Linked DNA regions of Hordeum vulgare: region 2 is linked to region 1. Evidence: chromatin contacts called from public Hi-C data. All regions are on one chromosome and are shown on one strand. Each heading gives the region's core, a stretch centred on a gene start, on an enhancer-like site or on the middle of the called end of the contact. The rest is flanking DNA. Distances are from core to core; before and after follow the strand shown.

What was found. Hi-C and Micro-C count contacts between places; a contact is called where the count stands out from the background.
Region 2: a contact with region 1 is called in a Hi-C map of leaf, with 5 times the contacts expected there. The contact joins the promoter of LOC123448664 here to the promoter of LOC123448662 in region 1. A contact is called at or near these places in 2 of 6 Hi-C or Micro-C datasets (both in leaf) and 1 of 1 datasets of contacts at active chromatin or transcription factors (embryo).

What each region holds. Positions count from the first base shown.
Region 1 is chr4H:377,449,844-377,453,291 of MorexV3_pseudomolecules_assembly, reverse strand. It overlaps LOC123448662 (hexosyltransferase GAUT11), which reads right to left and starts at 2,082. Exons shown (of 2, transcript XM_045125624.1): 1 at 1,499-2,082. The coding sequence starts at 1,663.
Region 2 is chr4H:377,685,245-377,688,432 of MorexV3_pseudomolecules_assembly, reverse strand. It overlaps LOC123448664, which reads left to right and starts at 1,742. Exons shown (of 2, transcript XM_045125627.1): 1 at 1,742-1,995. The coding sequence starts at 1,749. It overlaps LOC123448663, which reads right to left and starts at 929. Exons shown (of 1, transcript XM_045125625.1): 1 at 1-929. The coding sequence starts at 806. The coding sequence ends at 51.

The sequences.
Region 1 (3,448 bases), core at 833-3,332:
CGACCATGGCAGATCGGGTTGCCGCCGTCTCCTAGCAGAGCAGGTCGGCGCCTCCCTCGACAGATCAGGTCGCCGCCGTCTCCTAGCAGATCGGGCCGCCGCTTCCCTCGACAGATCAGATCACCGACATCTCCTAGCAGATCGGGCCGCCGCCTCCCTCGACAGATCAGGTCGCCGCCGTCCATCCCATAAACCAGGTCGCCACCGTCCTGCTGCTGGCCTGGTGACCTGGTCGCTGCCACCCATCCGCCGGACTCAAGGGAGACAGAAGTGAGGGAGAGGGGGTAGGGGAGAGGTGAGGGGCGAGGGCAAGAGGAGGTGAGTGCAAGGGCGAGAGGAGGCAGGCGAGGGGAACGAGCGGTTCCGCATCGTCCGCCCAATTTCAGGGAATCACCTTGTTCCGCATATCAGTCGAATATTCGGTCCGTGGGGACGAGTCCATTCCCGATCCATCTATCAACTGAACGCGAGAATGAGGCCCAGGAACGGGTCGGACCCGTTCCTCCAACTAAACACACCCTAAGTACACCCTCCGTCCGGAATTACTTGTCATAGAAATGTACAAAATGGATGTATCTAGAACTAAAATGCATCTAGATACATTCATTTCTCTGACAAGTATTTCCGGACGGAGGGAGTAGCTGCCAACAAGTAGTCCATGGATAATCCAATCGCACCTGTGATAGTTCGACACTGCGCATACTACTAAAAAATGACTTACAGTGCGAGTATAATTTTCATATTCCATGGTGTCCTCCCACCAGTTAAGTAAACATCTTCATAGTAAAGGAATGGCATGTGCTATCATAATGAAGATGGGAAACCTCCTCCTGAGAAGGACACTTGACCTAAGTACTCCCTCCGTCCGGAAGTACTTGTCGTAGGAATGGATGTATCTAGATGTATTTTAGTTCTAGATACATCCATTTGCATCCATTTTTGTGACAAGTAATTCCGGACGGAGGGAGTACATGAGTAGACCTCCAACAAGTGCACAGACAACCTACCAGTAATGCCACACCAACTACTAGAAAATACAGCCTGTTTGCCATTTCAGCCAACTAGTCATGATTAGCCATCAAAAACACTTTTTCTAGACAGTGAAAATAAAATTTTCCACAAACATGACAAAATCAATATAGATAAAAACACGAACCTTCAAGGATCGTAGTAACAGAGAAACTGGATAATGAAGATCTAGAAAATGATGTGCTTTGACCGCAAAAAGTCTAACAACACACAACCAAGCTCACGTTCTAACATAGAAGAAACTTTGTCCTACGTCAGCAAACAATCAATTTGCATAATTACAACAATGGAACGTATTTTTAAAGATTCTCATACAATACGCTAACCGAGATCTACCTGCGCGCATAAAAAGCAAAAACTTTTTCCCACGTATTTTCAGAGTTGACAGGAAGGAAGTGATCTCCCGAGGAAAGATGTCACATGATTCAGCAAGCAGGAAATCAGACGGAGTAAAGTTCGCGCTACTCACTATGACGGGCGGCCGGAACTGCTCCTTCTGGTTGTGGTGCAGGACGAAGAGCATGAGCCCAACCACAAGGAAGATCCCAACGAGCCACCAGATCCATCCCGGTAGCCGCCGCCGCGACTGCCGCCGGTACTCTGGTGCCCGCCTCCGCATCTCGGAACCTCGCATCTCGCCGCCGTGATCCCTTCCCCAAAGCCTCTCGCTGCAACAAATCAACACAAGAACTCCACACGCTGACCTCACTACCGTCGCGCTAAACCCTCAAGTCATCCATGGATAGTGCCGAGAACAACCAGAAAGGCACCGTCTTTGCGGCGGATCCGGGGGTCGGATGGATCACCCCGAACAGATAAGAGAGCCGTTTCGTGAAGCTCCGGCACTGAGAGAGGCAGCAACGCCGGCTGGTAGGAGGTTGGTGAGATCTGGAAGGTCTAATGCGACGAGAGAAAGGTAGGAGGGGGCGCGATTTAGAGAAAGAAGGAGAGAGAGATCTGAGGGTGGGAGGGAGGCAGGTGGAAGTACTACTCCAGTCTCCTTTCCCTTCGTGCGTCTCCATTTCTCTTGCCTCCTGTTCCCGATTCGGGTCGCCGGTTTTGAGAAGCACATTCGCAGCCCGATACATGGCTGCAGCTCAAACTATGGTTGGATGTTTTTCTTTTTAAATACTCCCTCCGTTTCTAAATATAGGGTGTATAGTTTTTGACACGGAAATTAAAAAACGCACGTGGAGTGAAAATTTCACGAGTTTTGAATGAGATTATACATGGCTAATTGACATCATAAAATAAAGGAGCTTCCCTTATATAAGGAAATATAATCAAATCCCTAAAACAAACAGCCAATCAAGTGCTGCAATGCCATACACGTTATAATTCGGATTTTTTCTGAAAAATCTATACACCTTATATCAAGGAACGGAGGGAGTATGATTAGATACATGGCAGCACCTCGTTATCATGAACCAAACTATGGTTGGATATTACTCCCTTCGTCCGAAAATCCTTACCCTAGAAATGAATAAAATGGATGTATTTATAACTAAAATAAGTTTAGATACATGCATTTTTAGAACAAATATTTCCGAACAGAGGGAATATTATTTTTTAATTATAACTAGTTAAATGTCCGTGTGTTGTCACGGTTTAGCAAAACTACGTTGTTTAATTGAAACATATAATGTATAGCCTGCATTATTAATTCGAAATCAAATAAAATTGGACATTCATAGGCGCCGTTGGATCGGTGCTAGGTTCGGCCGGTCGCCTCACGTCCGTTGGATTAGCAACCTCTAACCCACAAGATTGCACACGGACTCGGTCATCTCTCTCCCGCAGTTCATGGTCACGAGGGACAGAAAATAGAAACCACCGCGCTAACATAGCTTCACGCCCCCCGCATCCTCGAAGCACTACAAGGCATCCACTCGTTGTCGTTCGCCGACGATCGTCACTCGCCGCGCTGGGACGTAGGCTGGATGCAGCCCCCCTCCATGTCTAAGCAAAAACTGTCCCCGGAGACACCACACTATGAAGTTCAGCTCCGCTGCCCCATGGTTGCAGCTCTAATGAACCACGGTTCCAGGTGACGCTCGTTGTCGTCATCCCCATCTACGGCCTGCTCGTAGCTCCCGTCGCCACCACTCGCCATTGTTGGTTCGTCGTCGCCTGGTGGAAGCTTTTTCAGATGACGATGTAGCATTCTGTATTGCTGGTCGCAGCAAAACACGCCGCCGGTTGTAGCTTTTGCGCTCTGCAACTGGAGCAAAAAAAAAAGTACGCGTCGTGTCGCTCGTACCGTCGGCATTCCCCCGGTTGAATCTTTTTTGCCATTACCGCTTGAAGCTTTTACTCCCGTCGGTTGAAGCTTTTTTCCACCATTGAAACTTCTTTCGCGCGTGGGAAAATTTTTCCTCATGCCACTTTGAAGTTTTTCCTTTAGCCGAATGAAGCTTTT
Region 2 (3,188 bases), core at 493-2,992, 240 kb before region 1:
TCCATCAAGCGAATGGACGTCGAAGAACCTCGCCTCCGTGACGACGCAGCCTAGGCCGTCGGCCCGCCGATGTCATCTCCCGATGCCTTGTCTTCTCCATTGGATACCCCGTCACCGGCGCAGGGTCCTGAAGGCGTCCGGCGCCACGAGTGTAGAGGAGACGTCGACTTCGACTTCGACGCTACTCCTCTCGAGACGGCGCCACAAGTGTAGAGGAGACGTCGGCACCGCGCCCCTCCGCCTGGCCGTCGCCCCGCGCCCGGCCGCACCGTGCCAAGCGCCCCCGCCGCACGGCCGCGCCCGTGCCACACCCATGGTCGGGTCCCTGCGCCAAGCCGTGGCCCGCAGCGCCACGTCGTGGCCTCCCTCACGCGCGCCCGTCCTGCCCCAGGCCTGGCCCGGTTCCCGCCAGGCCGCGCCTGCCCGCGCCAGGCTGCGGTCGGCCTCGCCTCCACCGCTACGCCGCTCGGAGCACGCCTCCGTTCCCGGCGAAGCCACCTTCCGTGCGATGCATCGGCCTTATGGCTTGATGCGGCCGTGACCCCGGCCCTGACGAGGTATCCTCCTCCTGCGAGGCCAACAGCCAGGCTGGCGGCGACGGGGGCAAGACTGGCTCGGGGGCCGGTGGGATCCGATCTGAAGGCCCTCAACAGTGCGATTCTATCGGCTGAGCCGGGTAAACTCTCTCTCCGCACGCTCAAACAAGAGCTCAAGCATATGGTGGCTGGGGAGTGGGATTGGCAGATCTTCCAGGTCGGGGACGACGATTTCTCGGTGGTTTCCCCCTCTGCGGATCTGCTGCACATGGCCAAATCGAGCGGCAAGCTTTTCTCTCTCTGTCAATGCTATCACAGTCAAGGTGCGTGACACTGTTCTTGAAGAGATAAGGTATGGCTTCGTCTGTACGGCATCCCTAAGAAGCATCTGTTCTTGAAGAGATAAGGTATGGCTCCGTCTGTGCGGCATCCCTAAGAAGCATCGCCACGTCGCTCGGCTGATGGAGGGTCTAAAGATGCTTGGGAGGCTTATTGTGGTGGACGAGCTCTCCCTTATCCGGTTGGGGCCGGTGAGGATGAAGTTCGGTTGCAAAGTTACTGACAAGATGAATGGGTTCGTCCAGGTTTGGTTTAACCATGAAGGATACAACATCGAGGTCGAGGTGGAGCGGCTACCAAAGCGTCCAGGGGATGGGCCGATGGCGCGTGGCCCAGTGACGCTCCCCTACGGCCATCTGACAAGAGTGGGGGTCCCTCTCGGGGCAAGACTGGCTCGGGGGCCGGTAGTTCGCTGGGTCAGAGGAAGGACGACCAGGGCCAGGGAGGCACTTCTGCTGGTCAGATCAAGGACGCGGAGATGGCGTGCCGTGATGATGAGCTCGAGGACAGTTTGCCTGACACTTTCATTGACACCAAAACTTGGGACAGGCTGGGCATCAACGTCCATGACCTTCCTGGTGACAAGGAAGCGTTGGAGGCCGGTGCGCTTGCGGTGGTGGACACGGCAGGGAGCAACCCCACACGGCTCGTTCCCTAGAACGTTCCTTTGATCAGTACGGCTCTAACCTGGTGGTGGCTGCTGTCGCTAAGTCTGCTGGGGGTGGTGCTGTAGTGGCTGGGGCTGCTGCGACCACCGTGCCATCCCCGCCTGGGCTTCGGGGTTTCGACACGGAATGCGTGTTGAATGGTCCTCCCATCTGTACCCCATCGTCGTACCACTGCAGTTCGGGCGGCTCTGGGCGCGCCCCAAAGATGACGGCGGGCCGGAAGCCGGCAGCGAACCCTGCTGTGTTGTCCCTCCCGTCGTCGGCCGCCCCGTCTAGCGGTGGCCTCCAGGTTGCGCTGGGCTCGGTGGGTGCGAATGCGAAGGCCAAGCGTTCCAAGGCGACTCCGGTGTCGCAGCGGGCTCCAAGCGCCAGATCCGAGGCGGCGCTGGGCGACCTTTCTTCTCTGGAGAGTGCTCAACTTTGTCCCGCCGACAAGAACCTGGAGATCTCAGGTAATCCCCCTCCCTCCTACAAGATTCTGAATGCTTTTTCTCATCCTCAACTAGTTACGATCCTAGATGATAGTGGTTTTGCGTTAGGCTCTGAGGGTGGTACGATCGTCTCTATGATTCGTGCGCGCGAAGAGGACCATGCGGCTCTTGCGGAGGCCGCAAATGCGGCTAAGGCTAGGGAGGCCAAGGTCGCGGCTGCTTCGGCCGCTGATACAACAGGGGATGTATCCGGGGCCGTGATGCCTGTTTTGTTGGGTGGAGAGGCCGAAGCCAGGGAGGCTGATGCGACCCCCTCCACCAGCCATGCCCCGACCAAGAAAAGAGTGGCAAAACCGGTGACCTCTAGAGGGGTGCGCCTACGTAATCGTATCATCTAAATATGCTACCTCTTCTGGAATATTAGGGGTTGCGGCCATGCGGGTTGTCGTACCCAACTTAGAGAGTACATTGCCCGTGAACAGATCGACGTCGTTGCGCTGCAAGAGACGATCAAATCAGATTTTACCTTTCGGGATCTCGCAGCCTTCGATCCGATCCAATGTTTTGCGTGGGGTTGGGCGCCTCCAGTGGCCACTCGGGCGGGCTCCTTTTGGGTGTTAATCGTGATGTTTGTGACGTTGTTTCTTGGGAATCAGGTGTTTTTTTTATTTCTGCTATGATCAAACATCGCTTGTCACTAGCTATCTGGGCGATAGTTTGCGTTTATAGCCCCGCTGCTCACTCGTGTGCGGCTGATTTCCTGGGCGAAATCGAAGCTTTGGTTGGGGCCAAGCAGGCCGCCGACATCCCCATAGTTCTTGGGGGTCATTTCAATCTTATCCGCTCGGGGGCGGATAAGAACAACCGTAATATCGACTGGCCTAGGGTGACGCTGTTCAACAATGCCATTGCGGCCTCTGCATTGCGGGAAATTGCTCGGACTGGTGCTAGATTCACCTAGACTAACAAACAGTTATGCCCAGTCCGGAGTGTCCTCGATCGTGTCTTTGTTTCTCCTGGATGGGAAATCCTTTTCCCTTTCTGTACCCTCGTTGCCGAGACACATATCGGTTCAGACCATGTGCCGCTTATCTTAGCCTCAGGGGAGGATAGGATCAAACGCAGCTCCCGTTTCTACTTTGAAACGGGCTGGTTTGAGGTAGAGGGTTTTATTCCGCTGGTTATAGCTTGCTGGGAGCAAGCGATCTCAGCGG